Regions from separate parts of the Mus musculus genome. Here region 2 is linked to region 1. Evidence: chromatin contacts called from public promoter capture Hi-C data. All regions are on one chromosome and are shown on one strand. The core of a region is the stretch at or near the end of the contact, and the rest is flanking DNA. Distances in the headings are between cores, read along the strand shown.

Evidence for each region. Promoter capture Hi-C pulls out the DNA fragments that hold promoters and counts their contacts.
Region 2: a contact with region 1 is called in a promoter capture Hi-C map of stem cell-derived epiblast-like cells, with 2.9 times the contacts expected there. The contact joins the promoter of Sox14 here to the promoter of Armc8 in region 1.

What each region holds. Positions count from the first base shown.
Region 1 is chr9:99,567,450-99,570,716 of GRCm38.p6, forward strand. It overlaps Armc8 (armadillo repeat containing 8), which reads right to left and starts at 1,450. Exons shown (of 22, transcript NM_028768.3): 1 at 1,153-1,450. The coding sequence starts at 1,197.
Region 2 is chr9:99,874,557-99,877,823 of GRCm38.p6, forward strand. Sox14 (SRY (sex determining region Y)-box 14) reads right to left here and starts at 1,614. Exons shown (of 1, transcript NM_011440.1): 1 at 1-1,614. The coding sequence starts at 1,128. The coding sequence ends at 406.

The sequences.
Region 1 (3,267 bases), core at 200-2,699:
GGCTCTAACCAGCCCTGACTGGAGTGATGTACCTAGTGCCTTTGAACACAAAAGTGTGTTTGTGTGAGAGTCAGGGAAGAGGAAAGAAACCGGTTGGAGTTGCAAGACTATAGGGAATCTGACAAGCCATCTATAATCCAACTGCCATCTCGGTAAGTCTCCACAGGTCTAAAAGATGATTCTTTGCCCGCCTATTTCTTTACTTCCAACAACAACTGAATCATTGGTAGGCTCTATTTGGAGTCCAACTGCTAAAATCTGTGGTCAAACCTCCCAGAGTTATCTCCCAACAACACTCATTCTTGTTCATTTCATTCCTGGTCCTGTTTTTTGTTTTTGTTTGTTTGTTTAAAGGACATTATAGCGGAAGGCGAAAGTCGCCTTCTTTGCTTTTTGTTGTTTCTTTTTAATTTAAGAAAAAAAAAACCCTGATATTTCTTCTAGGTATATCAATACGTTCCCTTCTTTCAAATACTGGGGGAACCTATTCTTTTTCATTCCGACTTTTTGGTCCCTCCTAAAATGTTTTGCTCTCCCTAAAGAAAAATCAAACACCGGACATTAGAAACATAGTTTCTCTAGTCTCGGAGCCCGGACCTCAACAGCAGAGCACAGCAAAGCGGTTTAAATAACCATACACAATAGCGCGAGTTGCAGCTGATGTGAAAACCTCCATTGCCAAGAAGCAAGCGGTGTTGGCAGGTGCCCTGGTGGTAGGGACTTGACAGAAGACGCACAGCCCTGGTCTGGCAGCTCTGTGCTGTGGCAGCTTAAGAGTTCGCACCTCTTCTAGCCACAGCCCTGGAGAGCGAAGTGGACTCTAGGTTCCAGGCCTGTCCTGAACCCTCGCAGGCAGCGAGCTCCGTCCCGAGAAGCAACAGCGCAGGGAGGAAGACGGGAGAAGGCTCGGCCAAACCCAAGCCGCGCCCATGGGCCGGCTGCCTGGAGCCCGACCTCCCCGCCGGCCGAACGGCCGCCGTCCTGGGAACCCGCACCGGTGGGAGCTCTCGAGTAGGAGACGCCTCCGACTCGGCCCGGGTCGCGTGCATCCCAGCTGAGGCCACCGCAGTGGGTGGTGCTCGGGAGGCTCAGGGCGCCGGGGTAATGCTGTGGGCAGGACCGGGGTTGCCCCGCGCCGGGCGGGTCACTCACCGAGAGGACGCTCATGCGGATTGGGGTCTCCAACAGGCACGCCATCTTGAGCCTTCCCACCCGGCTGCTGCCGGCGCCGGCGCGCGGCCGGCACTTTCGACAGCCACCTATGTGACCTGCAGCCGGAGCCTCTGTAGAAAGCCCAGGCAAGCTGCCCAGAACAGACCGCGCCCCAGGCGTCGCTCGAGCACCGAAGGGGCTGGGCAGAAGGGCGAGGGATTGGGAAACCGCGCCGGACCCCGGCTTACGAATCGTCCTCTCAGAAACAGCAGCTACTCTCGGCTGGGGTCAGAGGTGGGCGCGGGCAGCGGCCTCCGCATGCGCAGAAGCCTGCCTGCCCCACCTTCCGCGGGTGGGGGGCGGAGCCTCACCCTGGCTCGACGAGCTGTCCGCACTCTTAAATTTCAGTTTACAGGTTTTCTTTCCTAACCGCTAGTAGGTGGAGTTACTATCTACGGAGTCTGAAGTTCACTTTCACATTCATTATCTCACTCTACACCATTCCCTAGTTTCAGTATTCTCTCCCTCTTAAAGCTGGAGAAACTGGTCTCAAAACTAGGTCTTCTGCCTGCAATGAAAATCGCCTCACGCTTCAACAGTTAACTATGACCTGCTTTATTTAGCGTTGCGTGCCCGACCCACTTACTCTGGTATATTGGTAAGAACGGGTTCTCCACAGCCAGGACGCCTGGATTTAATCCTAGCTGCTTTTCGTTAGTGCCAATATTTTGGAAAGGTTCTTAGCCTCTTTATATTTATTTCACTTCTCCCGACTGTAAAATAAGGACTAATGAGAATAAATGGCCCAATAAACAACAACAACAACAACAAAAATGCCTGGAATGTGGAAAGCCTTACGTTGTCTGTGTGTTAGAATTATTTCCAGCCTTTAGGTCAAATGGGGGATGGAGAATTAAACTATGTGAATGTTTCCTACTAAAATATTCTGAAAGTAAAGCCATCCCTAATTCAGGTTGTTACCTCAACTCCACTCACCTCCCAGTGCTCTTTAAGTAAAAGCATATCTCTCCCATTGTTTCTCATTTCCTCCTGTACTTTAATGTCTACATTTATTGTATCACTTATCACCCTTGCTTATAAGTCTCTTACAAAGTGTTGCACTTCTGAAAGCCTGGAAGTTTAAGAGAACCCTGGTGCTGTAGCGGTATATCCTAAGCTCTGTAACTACAGTCTTTCCCACTCTTTACACAGGAATTATTACTCATTCAGTAATTTTATTTAAAGCCAGATTGAGCCCATTTAAGATTGTTAGCCTTGTCCTAAATCAAGTCTGTGAAATCAAATGTGTTGTATTCTTTTTTATTCTAGTACATATTACCATTCATAAATACATTTAAATGTTCATCTGTCCACCCATGTAACACCTAAAATCACGTCCTAGTATGCCTGCTACAACCAGGCAAATTGTAATTGTATATAGCACACAAAAGCATTGACAATTGTACAATAGTCTCTATATGTGTGAGCTATACCTCACCCAGAAACTCGGGCAATACATCTTCTAGGAAACCCCTCCCTCGAGGAAGAACTAGGTGACTCTCCCAACTCCATATATTTTCTTTAAAATGATTTTTCATTTATTTATTTATTGTGTGTGTGTGTGTGTGTGTGTGTGTATGTGGATTCACACATGTCCTGGCCAGAGGACAGCTTAGGAAGCAGGTTCTCTCGTTTCATCTTAGAGGTCCAAGGATCAGAGTCAAATCATCAGATTTAGTGGCAAGAGGTTTTACATTTTGAAACATCTCCCCAGCCTGCATCATGATTCCTTAATTTCAGGCATCAGTATGTTCCTGTAACATAATATCTCTAACAATATATTGCTTTATATATGTGTGTTTGTGTATGTGTGTGTGTTGATTATAGAGGTTTGGGAAAAGTAACTTTATACTAGTCATTTCAGGGAGACTACAAAAATTTTATCATCTTGGTTTTTTTTTTATCTTAATGCCTACCATAGGCATGTATTAAATGTTTGTTGAATAACCACTTTTTGCTTTGTTTCAGCCTGGGACAAGATAGAAGTATAGGCAGGTTATTTGGGAAGTACTTCCAGGGAACATAATTGGTGAATCTAAAAGGAGGGGGGTGGAA
Region 2 (3,267 bases), core at 364-2,863, 310 kb after region 1:
GGAAAAAATATATATATACGCATATTCTAGATATAATACCAGGATCTGGGAGTTCCGAGTCCAAAGCCTATCCGCGGACAGTGAGGGGGACGTAAATAAAGCAAAACTGCCTACTTTTTTTTTTGTCCAAAGGGGGTACAGTCGAGACTTGCTTTGGGAGAGTCGGGAGAGGGGAAGAAGATGTGTAGCTTTCTAAATGTTTGCAAATTTCTGGCACCAGTCTGTGCCTTGGGTCCAGGATGATGGCCCTTCCCTTCCCCCCTGGAAGAGAGAGGCAGAGTCTGGGGTGGGCAAGGGGCAGCGGCAGGCCTGACCCAGAGGCATCTGCGGGCCAGACTAGGTGCAAAGGAAAGGATTCAGATCTCTGCTTCCACGCTACCCATCAGGTCCGGGCCAAGCTTGGGGTTACATGGCCGTAGCGTGGGCTGACGAATAAGGGTCTATGCCAGTCTTGGTCATGCCTGGGAAGAGGATGTAGGCGACAGGGGGCTGCAGGGTGGAGGCAGACCAGGCGGTACAGTTACAGGGCACCACGTAGCCCGGGTTGGTGGGGGACGGGTGCGTGTGCGTGTGCTGGCTGGGGCAGCTGAGACTGCCGAAGGCGCCGTTCTGATAGCCCAGGGTGGACGCGTAGGGCAGCGCGCTGGTGGCCAACGTGTGGGGCACTTCACCCATCTTCTGGATGGCACTGGAACTAAATTGCGCAGGGTCCAGCAGGGAGTAAGGTGCCGAGGCAGGCGGCAAGAAGGCCCGGGCTTTCTCGGGCGCGCTCAGGAGGCCGTCGGAAGCCCCCACGGGCAGGCCGGCCGCCTTGAGCGGGTCCGTGTCGCCCAGGTAGGGCAGGGGGAAGACATACCTGTCCTTCTTGAGCAGGTTCTTCGGCTTGCGCCGCGGCCGGTACTTGTAGTCAGGGTGCTCCTTCATGTGTTGGGCGCGCAGCCTTTTGGCTTCATCGATGTAAGGCCGCTTCTCTGCCTCGGACAGGAGCTTCCATTCGGCGCCCAGGCGTTTGCTGATCTCCGAGTTGTGCATCTTGGGATTTTCCTGGGCCATCTTGCGCCGCTGGCCCCGGGACCATACCATGAAGGCATTCATGGGCCGCTTGATGTGGTCTGAAGGTTTGGACATGGTCCCGGCGAGGCGGGCGGGGGCGGGGAATGCAGGGGCTCTGCGGGCGAGCCTGGGCGCGGTTGGCCGTCTGTCTTTCTGTCCGTCCTGAGCCCGGGACTCTGAACTCCCCTCGTCTCGGAGCCGCAGAGGGGAAATCAGAGAGAAGAGCTGACCCTGCAAAGTTTTCAACTGATCATGCCAGTCCCAGCCCCCAGGCAGCCCCCAGGGGGCCGAAGGGTAGGAAGGGCAGCGGGGATGAGAGGGCGCTCGGCCTGGAGTCTGTGGGCACCAGAGATTGGGGCCCAAGTACCAGAGTCTTGGGATTAAGTGGCTAGGTAATTTTCTGGCAAGGGCAGGAGATTCCTCCTTCGCTCCCTCTTCACCTTCGCCTTCTCTCCTTCCCGTCTCTCCCCTGGCTTCTCTGGCCGTGGCTCCCCCCCTCCCGTGGTTTCCGGGCGCTGCTTTGCCTAGCACTGCACCTGGCCGAGAATGCGGGGAGGCTGGTGAACTGCAGCCAAAAGCGGCGAAGTTCAAAGGCGAGGTGGGCCGGGACCGCACGCACTCTGACATAAGCGCGGGGCGGCGACTCCCCAACCTGGGCTCCAATCAGCAGCAGGGAAGGCGAGGGGGCGCACCTGCCAACTCGCGAGTAGTGGAAACCCGGAGCGTCCCTGATGGGGGCGGGGAGAGGTATGAGGGACAGAGAGACCGCCACCGCGAACAGAGCGGCTTGATAGCTCAGGATTCGGGGCGGGGGTTCACATTGTCTCTGGCACTGTCAAAAAATTAAAACTCTTCGTGACCCCTGTTTTTCTTCCCCAGTTGTTCAAAGGAGAACCGGTGCTTCTAATAATATAAAGACCCAGGAAGCTGTCAGCCAAGCCAGCAAGCCCAGAGCTCACGTAGATAAATAGGACAGTCCCGTCACCAAATGGGAAGACAGCACCCTCTACCCCCACCCCGCCCCCAACAACACACACTTGTCAAAGATCCTTGGGAGAGGAAAAGAATATATCAAACTCAGGCCAAAACCAAAATAAACTTTTCGCGCCAGAACATCTACGGTGCTTTGGTATCATTCTCCCAGGTTGGCTTTAGGCGGCGCCTCCACCTGTAATCCAGGACGCTCTGCGGAGCAGTTCTGGGTCCCTGGGGGTCGGAGCCAAGAGCTTTGAGCCGAGACCAGGATGCTTCATGCGGGCTTCGCAGAGGTTTAGAGTCCTGATTGGCAAGCCCTTAACACTCTTCACTTTGGGGGCCCTTGCCACTAGGACTCTTCACTTTGAGGGTTGAGTGTGGTAGGCAGAGGTCCATCCTGATTCTTATTCACCTATGTTATTATTATTAGGCGATTTAAAACTCGAAGCTTCCCTCAACGTCCAAACTGCAAGGGCAGAGGGAAGGCGGGGCTTGGGGACCTTCCTGGTCTCTCTTCTGCGCCTGCAGCGTGGAGCCTCAGGCTGTACCCTCTTAGCTAGGGTCAATTTTTCTCAGGGTGCCTTTTCCCACCCAGTGAGGATGGGGGCTCGTTTCTCGAGTCAGATGAGCATTCTTCGGGTAAAGAGGACGAAATAACCCGCCGAGCCAACCTGCGAGCCTGTTTTCTTTGAATAATTGCCTGGCCGATGCGAAATGCCCTTGGGGGAAATATTTATTAAATGGAAACCATTGTCCCGGGTCCTGAAGGACTGGAGTGTGTTCCAGACTTATTGGCTTTTGCGCTAGCCAGTCTCTCCCGGGAGGAGGACAGGCCGAAATGCCCACGGCGCAGTCGGCTACCAGAAGCTGCGAGTGGGGGTAGGTGGGCGGCAAGAAGGGAGGGCCTTTTTTTTTAATGTAGTGTGTTGTGTTTGAAGGAGAGAATTTATTTCCGCTTCCTATGATTGCAAAAACGTGGGGGCGGGGGGGGGGCGGGAAATCGGTCAGCTTTAGGGCTGTTCTTAACAGTGTTGGATGTTATTCCCATTTCACAGATGAGGAATAATTTCCGGGAGAACTGATCTTCATTCTGATTTATTTAGAGGCAGCTGGAGCCCCTACTTTCTGAGAAAACTTTCACCTCTACCTGGGGAGGCTACCTTCCTATTGTAAAGCAGATACACAACATTTGAATTCCTCCAAAGGTGGCCCTTCACTCTCAGCTTCTCTCCTTTCTAC